Regions from separate parts of the Mus musculus genome. Here region 2 is linked to region 1. The links are chromatin contacts, called in public Hi-C maps. All regions are on one chromosome and are shown on one strand. Each heading gives the region's core, a stretch centred on a gene start, on an enhancer-like site or on the middle of the called end of the contact. The rest is flanking DNA. Distances are from core to core; before and after follow the strand shown. Region 1 has its middle 340 kb from the start of 2810405F15Rik. Region 2 overlaps Gm13990 (a long non-coding RNA gene).

Region 1 (3,511 bases), core at 171-2,670:
TTTCTAGTAGAAAAGGAAATACTTGACATTTCATTATTGCTGAAAGAGACCTACTAAATTGTGTCATGTTTTCTAAAATAAGAGTTCTTGAAAGGTTCTAGAAATTATGGAATTTGTGTTGACTCAGAGGGCCCTTGAGCCAGGGAATGATGGATTTTATAATCAGAAAATTGTGGGAGTTCAGAAAATCAGAAAAATTTTGGAAGAATTTGTGGATGCAGATTCTCTTATATTTCCAGCTGTCTAAGGCTTCTGAGGAGAGGAGCTCTTTTTCAGGAAGAGGGGCTGTGATAATTTTTAAAGAAAAAAAAACTAGAAGAATTAGTAAAAGATTAAAGATACGAAGCTAACAAAGCTATGTTTCCAAGATCTGTTTCTCTTTTTCTTGCAAAAAAATTCAGTTGGCAAATTTAGATTTTTGTTCTTGCTAGGTTATTATTTCTGAGGAAAAAAATTAAAAACAGATTATCCAAAAGTAGATTTTGAATTTCAGGCTTTGTGCCCAGCATCAGCAGGAGAAAGGTTTCTATAACTTTTTCCTGCTCTAACAACACCAGTGTTGATTTTGACGTTCTAGTCTTTTGCTAAACTTAGTTACTCTGGACTGAAATCACTTGGAAGTTTTTCACATTGATGACTCTTGCTAACATGGCTTGAGGCCCACAGAGAGTGACTGCAGAGCACAGAACAGCATTGCATAGTGCCCAAGGCGGCGCAAGGACGCACAGGAGCAGTCATTGGCTTCAGTTCACAGTCCAAATAGAAAATAGCACCTTCCTCTCTAAGATGTAGTATTAAACATGAAAAGGCCAAGTGAGGAGCTCGCGATATCTTTTCTATTACAGGGTGTGGATTGTACTCTTACTGGTTGTATGCATAGAAGCCTAGCAATATTCTAACAGTGAGCAGTACGGAGCTATGGGAAGATCGAGAACAGGAAAACTGTGACCCTAAAGATTTTTTTCCTGAGACTCTCAGCCAATCATCACAGGTTGGTGTCAGGAGGCAGACTGGTGAAGCCCAAAGAGGAGTCTCAACAGCTCTGGAAGGATGCTTAAACCAAGCAACACTTGGCAAGGAAGAACTGGGTCACGTGTGGAGTTACTGAATGCAGAAGTGCTTGGCTGAGTCCATGAAGAGGAAAGCGGGCACTGTTCTCTGTTTAGACTTTAAGTGGATTGCTTTAAAAAATAATAACTCTGAGTTGTTTCAATGTAATATAATTAGCAATGTAAGATAGCGGGGAAGGAATTGTCATAGAAAACTTGACAGGAATAATTGGCAGCCATCGCTTCCTACTCCCATGAGGGGGTTGGGGTTGGGGGAAGCGGAGAGTAAGCCTTTAATAAGGTTTGCCCACATTCCTGGGACGCCAGTGAATGCAGTCCTGATAAACCGGAAGACTTTTTGGCTGTTATGACGGAAACTTCCTGGTGACTCAGAGAGAGTGCTGAATGTTCTTATAGGTTCACCGTGACTCATAAGACTATGTTTCATAAAGTACTTTCTAATATTGAGAAATAACAGTTCAGTATTGAAAAGAAAGGGAATCACCAGAAATAAATCCCACAAAGAGAAGACCTAAAACACAATGATTTCCTGCCATGAGATTATCCAAAGATAATGTAATTGCCATCACATTCCAGTTAAAAGGCTCAAAGAAGGGCGTGCCCGCTTACTACAGAACGGAAGAGAGAGGAGCTAGATTCACGAGGAAAACGCCCCAGTGGTTGTTTTGTAAAGGAGAATTTCCAGGCTGCTTCCACTGTCTCCAAGAGAGCTGGATCCAGGTCTTGGTTATGAAATTTACATAGCCGCAGCCTGGCTCTTCCTAATCTTAGTGTCTGGGAGGAGGGAAGGATTGAATTAGCCCATGGGAATTCTCCTGGGATGACAAATGTGCACACTATCAATTTAGCTTTTCCAAGGGATCCTAGGGACCCCAAGTCTGGAATGGCAAGCATTTTACAGACTGAGCTCTCTCCCCAGTTCCCACTTCCAAGATGGTTTGTTTTGTTTTGTTTTGTTTTGTTTTGTTTTGTTTTGTTTGGAAAGCCAGCATGTGCTGGACAGAGAACCTCAGTGGGGTTTCTCAGAGCCTCGATCTTTGTCCCTTTCTTCCTGATACTCCGCACTATTCATTGTTATGACCATTCCTTTCCTCCCCCTGGAGCAGAAGGCGCTCCCTGGAGAGTGACATAGGACTTGCATGCTAGGGGATTGTTGAGAGAGCAGAGGTTGGGTTTGGTACTGGAAAATGCTCACCTATAATGTCCCAGTTCAGGAGAGAACTTGGGTAAACAGATAATAGCAACATCAACTTTTAAATCCATGGCCTTGCAATTTTCAGCCATCTTTTCTACTGCTCTTGGTGTTTTTTCTTTGTGAGCTGAAGTTACACATATATGAAGGAGCTTTAAGTTGCCTTATATTACATACACTATATTATACTGTTTGCTATATTGAAAATACCTCATTTTCACTGCGATTTACTGTAAACCATGTCTATTGCTATGTCTTCAACCATGCCAGCTCTGTTTATCTGTGAGATCTAATCTGTCCAAATTAACTCCAGGATATTCTGATCACTTCTATGTCTTCCATGCATCTCCTTTTCATTTATTTTTTAAACAGAAAGCTTTACTGAAGTATAGTTGGCAATGGTAGGATTTACCTATTTAAATGTACAAGGTGGTACTTTTCTGTAGGTCTCTGTGCAGTTACGCTCCCATCAGTCAGATATGTAGCAGTGGGTCTGCTTGCTTGTCTATCTGGGATCACAGTTTTTAAGTGTTGTATTATTTTTCAAAGTGGCCATACCATTCTACCATTCTAGAAACAAAGATTGAGGTTTTCCTTGCTCTATGGACTTACAAACTGCTCTGATTGGCTATCCTTTCCTTTCAATTGCAGCTCTTGTTGTGGGCATGAGGTCATATCACACAGCTTAAATTTACCTTTCTCTAAAGACTGGAGAGCTGTTTGTGAGTTCATTGCCTGTTTGTTTATGTTTTTGCTGAAGTAGCCATTGCTATCATCTGCACATTTTAAATTGGGTTGAAACCTTATTTATTTTCTGTTGTACACACTGCATATGAGTACCTTACTCCTTATATGACTTGCTGTGTTTTCTTTACATGCTCTGTTAATCTTTCCATGTTTATCTGTTTTTGAAGGGTTGAGGTTTTGAATTTTAATGCAGCCTAAGTTGTCACATGTCTTCATTATTGTTTCAATTTTAATGTATTATATTGCCTGTTAATACCTGTGAAGACTATTTCTTGTCTCTTAATTATTCTGGGAGCTCCCTTTTTACATTTATAGATATGTCTACAGTAGTCTTTATTTGAAAATCTTCTCTCTGCATAGGTTCCAGGAGCTTCAGTTAGCTGGCTTTCCTCATGCTCACATTCTTACCTCTTTGCATGTGTGGCAGCCTCTGATTGGGTGCTGGGTCTGAGGAATTTTGCTGTGCTGCACGGTAGATATTTGCATTCTATTCATATTTATG
Region 2 (3,522 bases), core at 836-3,335, 400 kb before region 1:
GAAATTTCCCACAGGGCTATGCAGGATTTGCTAGCATTTAACTGTTTAACCTGGCTGTTTGTGAATGAGAATCCTGTGGTCAACTATCCCATAGAGGATATTACAGTAAGCCGAGCCTGAATGGTACACATTCCGGCGTGTTCCTGTGAAGATGGGTGCAGTTGATTCCAATTAGCTTCGTGTCTGATGCTGGTTGTATTCACGCACACAGAAAGCAGGAACAGGGAGGTAAAAGCAAGTCAAAGCACTCTCATTCACAAAATATCCATATTGGTTTCAAACAAGCACAAATGCTGTCCCTTAAACGATAATTTCTACTTATGCTTTAAAAAAAGAGGCAATTGGAGAATTATTTAGTTAAGCACCAAGTTTTCTGTTTCCTGTAGTTATTTTCTATTCTTTTATTTGTTTATCATTTCTAAGGTAGTTTGTTTAAAATACCACGAAACTTAGAATATGACCAAAGCAGAGCACAGTTTGTTCATTTGTTTACTGTATGCACAGTGATCAGTATGCATTAGGGAAGTCTTAGGCTACACACAGTACTTACAGATAGAATTTCCTGAATCTTTGTTATTTCTGAAAAAGAAGAAGCCTCTAACATTCCCTTTATCCCCCAAAACTAAGAACAGGAAATTGAGGGAAGAACTATTCAAAAATCAAGTCCATATTATCTTTCCCCCTTCTTTTGTTGTTATTTAGGGTTGGATCTATTGAAAGGAGTGATCTGAAGGATGCTAAAATGATTTTTGTTACCTGGGTTGAAGGAATGTATGCCCACCCTTGTAGCTAAGCTATTTAATATGCTTTTTATATGCTTAAAAAGAGAGTGTTGACTTCGTGGTGTGCTTTCATGGCAATCAGCAGAGTAGTGAAGCAACAGAAATATGGCATTTGGGAAATAATTCTAAACTTTGTGGTGAAAGGGTTTGCAAGATCTTGAACCAACAAAAGCACGGACATTTTATTCTTCTGTAAATCTTCCATTAAATGTTTTAAAGAACTTAATTTTATGATACAACAAAAAAGGTGAGACACATTTTCAGTCGTAATAAGCAAAATAAAACAATGCACATCTGGATTTTTTTTTTTAAAAAAGGCTGGGTCATGGACGATTGAAACATTGAAAACTAAAGACAAAAATCCAAAATCGGTTTTAAGGATGTTGATGGAAATCCTCTTATAGCGGCTTGCGTGGGTGGCAACTGGATCATCTGTGGGGAACTGAAGCTGGGGGAACCACGAAGCTACGGTGAACGGGGCTGCAGACTAATTTATCTGCTGTGCTGCATTGGTGTCAGATCCCCTCTTTAATAGGGAGCCGCTTTCAAAGCTGCTGTGACGGGACCCTGATCTTCAGCCTGGTGGGAGCTTTGCTTGGGGTTAGAAAACAAGAGCGTGGCATAGCGGGTGTTAAATAGCTTTAACCTCATTTGCTACATCCCATGGAATCAGGTCTCTGTCTCTGTCTCTGTCTCTCTGTCTCTCTGCCTCTGCCTCTCTCTCTCTCTCTCTCTCTCTCTCTCTCTCTCTCTCTCTCTCTCTCTCTGTCTCTCTCTCTCCCCCTGCCAAATGCACGAGAAGGCTCCAGATTCACATGAGTGATTTTCAGCTGTGTGTTATGCTCCTGAAGTAACCTCTTCGTTCCCATTGTTTTAGTGTGAAATCATTTCCTCGGGAGATAATTAGGGTTGCTCCATTTATTACATTAAATGATTAGCATGCACTTGAAATGATCCAGTGTATTTTCCTTTATTGCTGATGACTCTTAAATATGGGCCTCCATTCTTAATGGTTAAATTAAGGCTGTCTAGGCTTTTTGTAGCTGACTACAGTGTAGCCAAACAAGAGAGACTTTCTTTTCCAAACACAGGCCAGGTGTGCTGGGCCTAGGGTCTAGGTCTGAAGAGGTTCTATTCATGTAGCTGTCCCACCTGGTTCAACAAAGTGCTCAGCACCAGTGCTTAAAGGGTTTCTCTCCCCAACCCCCTTGGTAAAAATGCTTTCAACGACAGGGTTCTGTCTGCATTACTCTTCCTATGTGTGCAGTGTGTAAGCTGAACACAGAGTGACCCTAGCTCCCATTTCAACAAAGTGTCTCACTGGAAAGGCATGTGCATTATTTGAGCAAGCAGTATGCCCCACAAAGCCATGGGAAATGATATTTTAAGAATCACCAAATATAGATTTCATTTGGATGCAAGGGCTTCTTGCTTCCTTTGAACTAGCCTGGCTGGGTGACCGACAGACCTCCCAAACCCACTGGAAAGTTCAGATGGAGCAGGCATGTACACTAAATAGGCAAGTGCAAAACAAGCCTCCTTCATCCTCTGGTTATCTTATACGTTCAAATTTTCCTCAAGAGATGGTAATAAGTGACCAGATAACAGAATTAGGTTCATTAGGAAAATTTAGACCAGTTTTTTTTTTTTTTAACTTCAAGATACAAACAGGCACATGTTCAGACTAAACCTTGTGCAGGATTACTGGTTTCATATTTGTTCACTCTATCTAAATATGAGCGGAATTTTAATAAATATCACCGTTAAGAGGCAGAATTTTACATAAGGAAAAAAACCCCCTCAAAGTATACAGTACAATTTCCTCCAAACTTCAAATAATTACATATTTAGAGGATGAGGGATCATTATCTGCCACCTAGTCGAAGTGACTCAAGACTGTCACTTTGCTCTTTTTTGATTTGTTTATGTAACGATCACATTCAAAAGCATCATTATTTTTAGGAGAACTGTGAGGTGCTGTTGGGAGTTTACAGTTCATAGTAGAAGCTGGAAAACGAAAACGGCAAAGTAGAAAGGGGATAAGGGACTGGGTGTGTGTGTGTGTAGATCTGGGCCCAGCGGGCTACACTGACAGCAGTGTTTCCTTCGTGAATGGGGTCAGCACTTGGAGGTTCTCACAATCCGACTTCCCAGTTTCAGTGAAAGAAGGAAGTGCCCGGAATCAGGGAGTTCCTTACCAAATGAGAAGAGGAATTCAATACTCCTTTCTTGTAACACACTTACTACTCCTTTCTCATAATTCATATTCCAGATGAATTCTCTGTAAACAGTAGCTAGCATTTCATCATTACAGAGAGGACGGAGTAGGAAGCCGCAGGGGACGATGCTTTGTATCGGAACTTGTCTTCAGGAGGAAAGTCAGCCAATGCTGAGTTGAAAGAGACAGTGCTTTGCGCTGGACCAAGAATGGCATCAACAACAAAAGGATCTTTTTGTTGGACTTTGTTTTCTTGGGGGATAATCAGAGAAACCATACAGGGTTTCTTTTATAAAGTTATTTCAATCTTTTACATTTGAAATGGTAATGTGCTGGTTAAATATTTAAGTAACCACAAATAATCCTTGTGTTTTCCCAGTCGGTCAAACTGATGAAAACGGTCCTGTTTTTGTCTTTCCTGTGATAGCAAAATACGGCTGGGTGCTGGCTGAAGCACATTCTGAAGAAACGCCCGTCTGTCAGTCTATCAGCTATGTCCCATATGGTCTTATTCAAATTCAC

The links. Hi-C and Micro-C count contacts between places; a contact is called where the count stands out from the background.
Region 2: a Hi-C map of adipose-derived mesenchymal stem cells shows a contact between it and region 1, with 4 times the contacts expected there. The contact joins two enhancer-like sites. A contact is called at or near these places in 3 of 484 Hi-C or Micro-C datasets (adipose-derived mesenchymal stem cells, forebrain and trophoblast stem cells) and 1 of 115 datasets of contacts at active chromatin or transcription factors (embryonic basal ganglia).

The regions. Positions count from the first base shown.
Region 1 is chr2:116,415,875-116,419,385 of GRCm38.p6, reverse strand. No RefSeq gene overlaps it. Among named protein-coding and RNA genes, the nearest start is that of 2810405F15Rik, 340 kb to the right of the region's middle. Within about 2 kb of position 1,420, at least 29 of the 459 cell types and tissues checked have an H3K27ac peak or open chromatin away from gene starts, as enhancers often do. A contact at or near this core is called in adipose-derived mesenchymal stem cells, where this site is marked.
Region 2 is chr2:116,817,299-116,820,820 of GRCm38.p6, reverse strand. All of the region lies in intron 3 of Gm13990 (a long non-coding RNA gene), which reads left to right. Among named protein-coding and RNA genes, the nearest start is that of Gm13990, 60 kb to the left of the region's middle. Within about 2 kb of position 2,085, at least 7 of the 459 cell types and tissues checked have an H3K27ac peak or open chromatin away from gene starts, as enhancers often do. A contact at or near this core is called in adipose-derived mesenchymal stem cells, where this site is marked.